Linked DNA regions of Bos taurus: region 1 is linked to region 2. Evidence: chromatin contacts called from public Hi-C data. All regions are on one chromosome and are shown on one strand. Each heading gives the region's core, a stretch centred on a gene start, on an enhancer-like site or on the middle of the called end of the contact. The rest is flanking DNA. Distances are from core to core; before and after follow the strand shown.

Region 1 (4,557 bases), core at 724-3,223, 44 kb before region 2:
TGCCAACGTACATTCCCAGCGGCAGTGTGCGGTGTTCCCTTTCCTCCGGGCTCTCTCCTGCCTTTATTGTCTGTGAACTTGTGAGGATGCCCATTGTGAATGGTGGGATTTGATTTCTGGTTGTCCTTTTGTTTGGCATTCCTGCAGTAATTACAAGTGCTGAGCATCTTGTCCCATGAGGCAGTGTGGTATTTTATTTAAATTTCTTTTTAAGAATGTGAGAAAAATTACCAGTGGCAAGTGGCTTTTAGATACTCCATAGTGTTTGTAAGGCTGTGGTCCTAGTGTGATCAGATTGACTAGTTTTCTGTGAGTATGGTTTCAGTGTGTCTGCCCTTTGATGCCCTCTTGCAACACCTACCGTCTTACTTGGGTTTCTCTTATCTTGGACGTGGGGTATCTCTTCATGGCTGCTCCAGCAAAGCACAGCTGCTGCTCCTTACCTTGGACGAGGGGTATCTCCTCACTGCCACCCCTCCTGACCTTGAACGTGGAGTAGCTCCTCTAGGCCCTCCCTGCGCAGCCACCGCTCCTTGGACGTGGGGTTGCTCCTCTCAGCCGCCGCCCCTGGCCTTGGGCGGGGGGTAATTCGTGGAAAATTCTGAAAGAGATGGGAATACCAGACCACCTGACCTGCCTCTTGAGAAACCTATATGCAGGTCAGGAAGCAACAGTTAGAACTGGACATGGAACAACAGACTGGTTCCAAATAGGAAAAGGAGTACTTCAAGGCTGTATATTGTCACCCTTATTTAACTTATATGCAGAGTACATCATGAGAAACGCTGGGCTGGATGAAGCACAGGCTGGAATCCAGATTGCCGGGAGAAATATCAATAACCTCAGATAGGCAGATGACACCACCCTTATGGCAGAAAGTGAAGAGGAACTCAAAAGCCTCTTGATGAAAGTGAAAGTGGAGAGTGAAAAAATTGGCTTAAAGCTCAACATTCAGAAAACGAAGATCATGGCATCTGGTCCCATCACTTCATGGGAAATAGATGGGGAAACAGTGGAAACAGTGTCAGACTTCATTTTTTTGGCTCCAAAATCACTGCAGATGGTGACTGCAGCCACGAAATTAAAAGCCGCTTACTCCTTGGAAGAAAAGTTATGACCAACCTAGATAGCATATTCAAAAGCAAAGACATTACATTGCCAACAAAGGTCCGTCTAGTCAAGGCTATGGTTTTTCCAGTGGTCATGTATGGATGTGAGAGTTGGACTGTGAAGAAGGCTGAGCACCGAAGAATTGATGCTTTTGAACTGTGGTGTTGGAGAAGACTCTTGAGAGTTCCTTAGACTGCAGGGAGATCCAACCAGTCCATTCTGAAGGAGATCAGTCCTGGGTGTTCTTTGGAAGGAATGATTCTACAGCTGAAACTCCAGTACTTTGGCCACCTCATGCAAAGAGTTGACTCATTGGAAAAAACTCTGATGCTGGGAGGGATTGTGGGCAGAAGGAAAAGGGGACGACAGAGGATGAGATGGCTGATGGCATCACCGACTCGATGGATGTGAGTCTGAGTGAACTCAGGGAGTTGGTGATGGACAGGGAGGCCTCGAGTGCTGTGATTCATGGGGTCACAAAGAGTCGGACACTGAACTGAACTGAACGTGTTTGTAAATCCCTCCCCCAGGACATTTCCTGAGGGCAGCTGTCATTAACAATGCCCCAGGACTTCCCTCATAGTTCAGTCGGTAAAGAATCTGCCTGCAATGCAGGAGACTAGGGTTCGATTCCTGGGTTGGGAAGACCCCTTGGAGAAGGAAATGGCAACCCACTCCAGTATTCTTGCCTGGAGAATCCCATGAACAGAGGAGCCTGGCAAGCTACAGTCCATGGGGTCGCAAGAGCCCTACACGACTTAGCGACTAAGCCAGCACCACCAGACCTTGTAAGTTAGAAGTGCCAGTAAGCACCAGTGGTCAAGTTGCAGTTACAGAAAGGTCCACAAGGCGGCAGCACTTTCCAAAACCCAACTTTTGGTTCCTGCGGCTGCAAACAGAGCCTTAGGGAAAGTTGACTTCCTGGGCTATGAAGTAGGGTGGAATGTGCCTGCGCAAACACAAAAGGGCTTGTGTCCCAGTACTTCTTCTGTCTAAAACTTCGTGCCCTTAACCCCTAGATGAATCCCAGTGGGGGCCACAGCACCCAGCTGAGGGGGCTAAGGTGCCCAGGAGGCTACACCGTGAGTAAGGAGAATTGAGCTGGGAACCCCAGCAGCACCTAGCAGGAAGCTAGGTGACTATTGCCTCCAAAATCCTCGAGGACTTGATCCAACTCTGAGCTCTGATCCCAGCCAGAGCCAAGCAGACAGTAGAGGTTTAAAAAGGGCTCAATGAAGGGCACCCTATCAGGCTGTCTCCATCCCACCCCAGTCCAGCAGAGGAAACCAAGCCTGTTCAGGCTCCAGGGATGGGATAGTAGCTCCAGTCAGGGAGACTGGAGGGAATCAAGTAGGCATTGCCTTTCTTTTCTTTCCTTTAACATCGTGCCAATGCTGTGTTGGAGTACTCTTGTTCTTGTCTTCAGTGTTCAGTTCAGGTCAGTCGCTCAGTTGTGTCCGACTCTTTGCAACCCCGTGGACTGCAGCACGCCAGGCTTCCCTGTTCATCACCAACTCCTGGAGTTTACTCAAACTCATGTCCATTAAGTCAGTAATGCCACCCAACCATCTCATCCTCTGTCGTCCCCTTCTCCTCCTGCCTTCAATCTTTCCCAGCATCAGGGTCTTTTCAGATGAGTCAGTTTTTTGCATCAGGTGGCCAAAGTATTGGGGCTTCAACTGCAGCATCAGTCCTTCCAATGAATAGTCAAGACTGATTTCCTTTAGGATGAACTGGTTGCATCTCCTTGCAGTCCCGTGTACAACCGCCCAATTCGTGTGTTACATATGTATGAAGTATCTCTTTGCTTTTTAAAAAAATTTTTTCCCATAGAAGGTGTAGCCTAGTGCTGAGCATCAGGCTCTTGTGGATTATCTAATCTCAGATCCAGTTTTCTGTGTATATGAGGAAGTTAGGAAGGAAGGAAGGAGATAATCCTTGTGCATGATCTCTGAGAGAAAGATGTATGTGTACATGTGGAAGACTGGCAGGCAGGGGGACAGGCTGGCTCTCAGGAAGGACCCAAGTGGGTAATCCTTGTTGATGATCTATTAAAGATAAAGATTTCTGTGTCTATGTTAATCCTGACCTCCTAATTTATTCCCCGCCCTTCACTATGGATCCCTTTGTTTGACTTTGAATTCTCAGAGTCTCTTATTGAGTTCTTTTGTATTTTTTTTTTTCTTTTCCAGTATTTCCTAGAAAGGACATAATATGCTATTGCCTTCCTCTGTCTGACTGATTTCTCTTAGGATATGATTCTCTAAGGCCCATCCCTGTGGCTACCAGTGGCATAATTTCCTAATTTCAGTTTTGATTTTTCATGTAACTCTCCATTGTGTATATGTACCACATCTTGTTTCAGCTTTAATCTGTCGGTAGAGTTTATGCGGGTTCTTTGTCAAAGCTGTTGTGAGTTAGTGCTTCACTGCCTGTTGGGGTTCATGTACCTTTTAACTTCTAATTTTCTCAGAATATAGACTCAGCTGTGGGACTGCTGGATTCTAGATTTAGCCTCTCTTGATAGATGTTTTTTAGGCTTTAGGAGAATGTCCATTATACTGGCTGCTGCCAAAGTATATTCCTGCCAATAGTTAAGGGGGATTCTTTTCCTCCACACTCTTTCCTGCGTATATTACCTGGAGACTTCTGACATTGGCCATTGTGAGTGTTTTGAATTGATTTCCCATTGTCCTTTTGACTGGCATTCCAAGAACAATTAGGGATGATGAGAATCTTGTTTTATGGCAGAGGTTTGGGTGTGTTTTTTCATTTCTTTTTTCTTTTCATTGTCTTAAACGGTGTCAGGACAGTTTACCTTTAGTAGTTGCCTTCCTAAAAGTCGGCTGTGTTTAGAATTTATTTCTCCGGTGCCGGCCACAACACATTTCCTGAGGGCAGCCGTCATTAACGGAATCCCAGGCCTCGTGATTTGAGGTGACTGTGAGCTAGAGTGACCAGGTTGTAGTTACAGAAAACCTCCACAAGATGGCAGCACTTTTTCATGCCCACCTTTGTCTTGGGGCAAGTTGGCTTCCTGGCCTGTGAAATAGAGTGGAGTTTGCCAGAGCAAACAGGAAAGGGCTTGCTTCTCACTACTTTTCCCCCCTTAAAGCTGGGCTGGATGAAGCACAAGCTGGAATCAAGATTGCCAGGAGAAATATCAATAACCTCAGATATACAGATGATACCACCCTTATGGCAGAAAATGAAGAGGAACTGAGGAGCCTCTTGATGAAGGTGAAAGAGGAGAGTGAAAAAGTGGGCTTAAAACTCAACATTCAAAAAGCGAAGATTATGGCATCTGGTCCCATCACTTCATGGCAAATAGATGGGGAAACAATGGAAACAGTGACAAGATTTTATTTTCTTGGGCTCCAAAATCACTGCAGATGGTGACTGCAGCCATGAAATTAAAAGATGCTTGTTCCTTGGAAGAATATCTAT
Region 2 (4,258 bases), core at 38-2,537:
GGTAAGTACTCTTATGGGTTTCTTGTGTATCTTTCCAGAGACACTATAGTCTACAGTTATTTTTAATTTTCACATTTTGGCTTCAGATAGGAATCTGTACTTCAGTCATTCTCCTTTTAAACATATCTTTCCATATTTCCTTAAGAGCAAAGGTGCTAAGATTAGAGTGGAAAAGAATGATCCATGCTGAGTGTTAGAATTTAAAAGAATCTCAGAGGTCATTCTGTCCTTTGCTACTCCTGGATTAACAGGGACTTCAGCTGGGGGCGTGTCAGAAATGCAGAATCTCAGACCTCTCCCAGACATCCTGAAGCAGAAGTTGCATCTTCACCAAATCCACGTGATTCATGTGCACTTTTAAGTTTGAGAATCATTGCTCTGGTCTTGAATTCTCCTTCACAAATCGAGGTGGTGTGGCTCAACAAGGAGCCAGTGGAGAGCTGATACTAGAAATCAGGTTTCCTAACAGCCTTGTCAAGTGCATTTTCTGAAATGCTGAAATTCTGGCCAAATAATCTGATGCAGTACTTTTATGCATTATGTTCACTAAGAGCTTTGGAGTCGGACACAGCACAGTTCAATTGCTAGCTTTATTCATGGCATACAGTAGGAGCTCAATAATGGTGATTATTCTTCCTGTTGTTACTGTTATTTTATTTTTAAAATTAATAAGTAACTTTGAAGAGCAGTTTTAGGTTCACAGCCAAATTAAGCAGAGTTCCCTTTTATCCTCTGTCCCTCACTATCAATATCTGCACACATTAACAAGAGGATTACTAGCATTTGTCACTGCACTTTGCACTTGACTGAAGCTTCAAAGCAATGTTTCAACAGCCTTAAACGAATCATTTACAGATTCTATTTTACTTCTGATTTAACAGAAAGACTTTTTCTTTTCTTTTTTTTTTTAAAAATATATCCTTTTCCTGTCTCAGAATGTTCTTTTGCTCTGGCAAGCAGGCCTGAAAGAGTGAGGTTAAGGTCTTGGCAGGTTCCGTTTTCTTTCCACTGAATATTATTACGCTGGAACGGAGCAGCAGATTCTGAAGAAAAGACATTGAGAGGTAGGAGCTAGATAAAAAATGAGATTACGTTTTTAATCAGAGCGCTCAGCTGATGTCCAAACCCCAGCTTGAGAAGGGAGCAGGGGCCCGTGTTGTGGGAAATCAGAACGAATGATTGCAGGCTCTTTCTGGAACTTGGGCTTTGGCGTCTTGGAAGTTCGGGGTCGGAAAGACCGCAAGGGCAAGGTGCCGATTTCATTCTGCATAGCAGAACTTGGCGCTAGACTGGAAGGAAAACGGAGTAGCTGCTAGGAAAGCTGCTAGTCTGAGAACGACTCTCAGAGTTGTCCGCGTGGAGCCCACCTAATTTCTATGGGCTCCCTAATTTCTGTTCTCGCTCGGAGCTCCTAGGGCTTGGAAACTTTTCTAGACTTTCCGTTTGAGCTCTTATATAGCTTTTTTTTTCTCACTTAAAAGCCTCTGAAATCTGTTTTTTTTTTTTTTTTTTAATGCACTTCCGGAGGGACATTTACGGGAGGCCGGAAGTAACTGGGCTTTCCTTTGTCACTCCTTTTACACGCCAATTTCCGCGATGTCTTGTGGGAGCTGTAGTCCTGGGACGGCGATTGCCGCCTGGGTTGTAGGAGACTGGGCGGTTTTTCTGGTTCCGAGGCTGGGCCTCTCACGGGCCACATGCGAAGAGCTTTCGCTAAGTTAAAAATCTCTGTGTGATTTCTATATTTGGTATATGTATTTTTTTTAAGTTAATTTTTTTTTCTTTTTAATCAGCTTGTGTAAATTAAATTGTATTTGTTCTTTTAAAAAGCATCCCAAGGGAATTCCCTGAGGGTGCAGTTGGGTGGGGATCCCTGCTTCCACTGTAGGCGGCCTGGGTTCCATTCCTGGTGGGGGAACTAAGATCTCGAAAGCCGGGCCAGCAAAGAGATAGACACAAATTATTAAATAGAATAAAAAGCATACAGAAAACAAAAGTGGTAGGATGACTATATTGACTTCACACTAACAGTTCTGAGAGATGTAAACTGAAATTAAAGGCTTTCTGTACCTGCTCAGCACCCTCCCTTAAAAGGAATCCGTAATTTGATTTTTAAAGAAAAAAATCAGGTGCAAATGTACATATAGTTGACCCTTGAACAAAATGGTCTTTGAAATGCAGGGATCCACTTATACAGGGAATTTTTTTTTTTTTTGGTCAATAAATATATGAATTATGAAAAACTGTGCAAAAGAGGTAATGACATCATACTCTTCTTAAACTTTCTTTTTCATTTGATAATTCATCTTAGAGATCTTTCCATACTGCACAAAAAGAGCTATCTTACTCTTTTTTAAATGCTTGCATGGTATTTCATAACAAAAATACCATAATTTATTCATCCATTGGTCTCTTCTTCACCATCCCATTGAGGGACATTTTGATTATTTCCAACTTTTTTCTGTTGAAAACAATTTTGCAATGACTGCCTGGAACATTTTGGTGTAAATCCACAGGATAAATTTGTAGAGAAAAATTATCGAGCCAAGGAGATATATGCTTTATAAAAGTTTACAAATATCACCAAATTGCTAAACTGTACCAGTTTACACTGGAATTTCCAGGTGGCTCAGTGGTAAAGAATTCACCTGCCTGTCCGCCATGCAGTGGACACGAGTTCGATCTCTGGGTCAGGAAGATTCCCTGGAGGAGGGCATGGTAAGCCACTACAGTATTCTTGCCTGGGAAATCCCAGGGACAGAGATGCCTGTTGGGCTACAGTTTGTAGGGTTGCAAAGTCAGACACAACTGAGCACGCACACACACACTGATTTATAGTATCCGGCAATGTATGAAGGTGTTTGCTTCCTCCCTTCTATTCTAGCACTGGGTATTATCAACTTTAGAAATTTTGCCTCTCTGAGAAGTAAACAATGTATCTTCTTTGAATGATTAGCAGTTTCATAATTATGAATGAGGCTGCACTTTTCTTGATCCATTTAATGGCTATTTATATTTCTGAAAGTAATCATATCCTTAATCCAGTTTTCTCTTGGGTTGTTAATCTTTTTCTTACTGATTTTTTGGTACTTTTTGTAAAGTAGGGAACTCAGCCTTTTGTCTGTTATGGGAATTGTGAAATTTTTTTCCTTGTACATTATTTACCTACCTTCTGATTTTACATTTGTATTTTTTTTTTTTTGCCACTACACATCTGCATAAATTTTGTACAGTCATGTTTATTAATTTTATCCTATGGCTTCTGGGTTATTTGGTTATCTGTAACTTACTTTGGTGTAAGTAGGAATGGCTCTACCATCATTATTTTTTCAAAATACTAGCCAATGGCCCCAACATGATTTTTATTACCTTTATCATTAGAGAGAAAAACCCAGTGAACATGAAAAATATACCCTACCATAAGATGCTGCAGCAAGTTTAGAGGTTAGTTTTGGGGAAAAGAGTGGAAATAAATAAGTGGTACTCTACTTTTCTCCAAATACATACTTACCTTATATTATTGCTTTTTCAAACAATACCCCAAAAAGGTTGCTATTATGTTTATACTATATTTATATAAAGTATTATTTATTTAATATTTATTAAAGTAATGAAGATTTATAATCATTATACAACCTGAAAAATAAAAAATATGAAAATGATTTTTAAAATTATGAATGATTGAAGTAGAATTCCCCAATTGAGAGAGGGTTATGTATGTTCAAATATAAAGGAAACTTTTCCCCCAAATCATCCTTTAGAAGAAAATGTAGATACCTTATACTTGTAACCTTACAGAGTTTCTCATACAGGGAGAACAGCACTATTCTTAATACAGTTTTTCATAATATAGTATTTTAAATATATAGGTTTAAGTAAATTTAAAAAGCTGAATATTATAGGTCATTGGATCATTTTACATATAGCTAAATAATGAAAATTAAGTATTACATGTAAGCATTTGACTATTTTATATAAATGTAGACACTATATTGGAGAAGGAAATGGCAACCTACTATAGTACTCTTGCCTGGGAAATCCCATGGATGGAGGAGCCTGGGGGGCTACAGTTCATGGGGTCTAAAGAGCCGTCACAACTGAGCAACTAAGCCACCACCACTACCATATATACTACATTCACATGTAATATATACAAATATGACCCCAAAGTCAACCTTTTGGGGGGGGGCAGATTGTCTCACTGGTGAGACTTAGGCTTTTATTCAGGCCTGGATAATGTATTCTTGTCATTTTGCTA

Evidence for each region. Hi-C and Micro-C count contacts between places; a contact is called where the count stands out from the background.
Region 1: a contact with region 2 is called in a Hi-C map of blastocyst, with 4 times the contacts expected there. The contact joins two enhancer-like sites. A contact is called at or near these places in 3 of 11 Hi-C or Micro-C datasets (blastocyst, liver and skeletal muscle).

What each region holds. Positions count from the first base shown.
Region 1 is chr28:24,338,042-24,342,598 of ARS-UCD2.0, reverse strand. No RefSeq gene overlaps it. Among named protein-coding and RNA genes, the nearest start is that of DNAJC12, 57 kb to the right of the region's middle. Within about 2 kb of position 1,973, at least 2 of the 102 cell types and tissues checked have an H3K27ac peak or open chromatin away from gene starts, as enhancers often do. A contact at or near this core is called in blastocyst, where this site is marked.
Region 2 is chr28:24,293,275-24,297,532 of ARS-UCD2.0, reverse strand. No RefSeq gene overlaps it. Among named protein-coding and RNA genes, the nearest start is that of DNAJC12, 12 kb to the right of the region's middle. Within about 2 kb of position 1,287, at least 80 of the 102 cell types and tissues checked have an H3K27ac peak or open chromatin away from gene starts, as enhancers often do. A contact at or near this core is called in blastocyst, where this site is marked.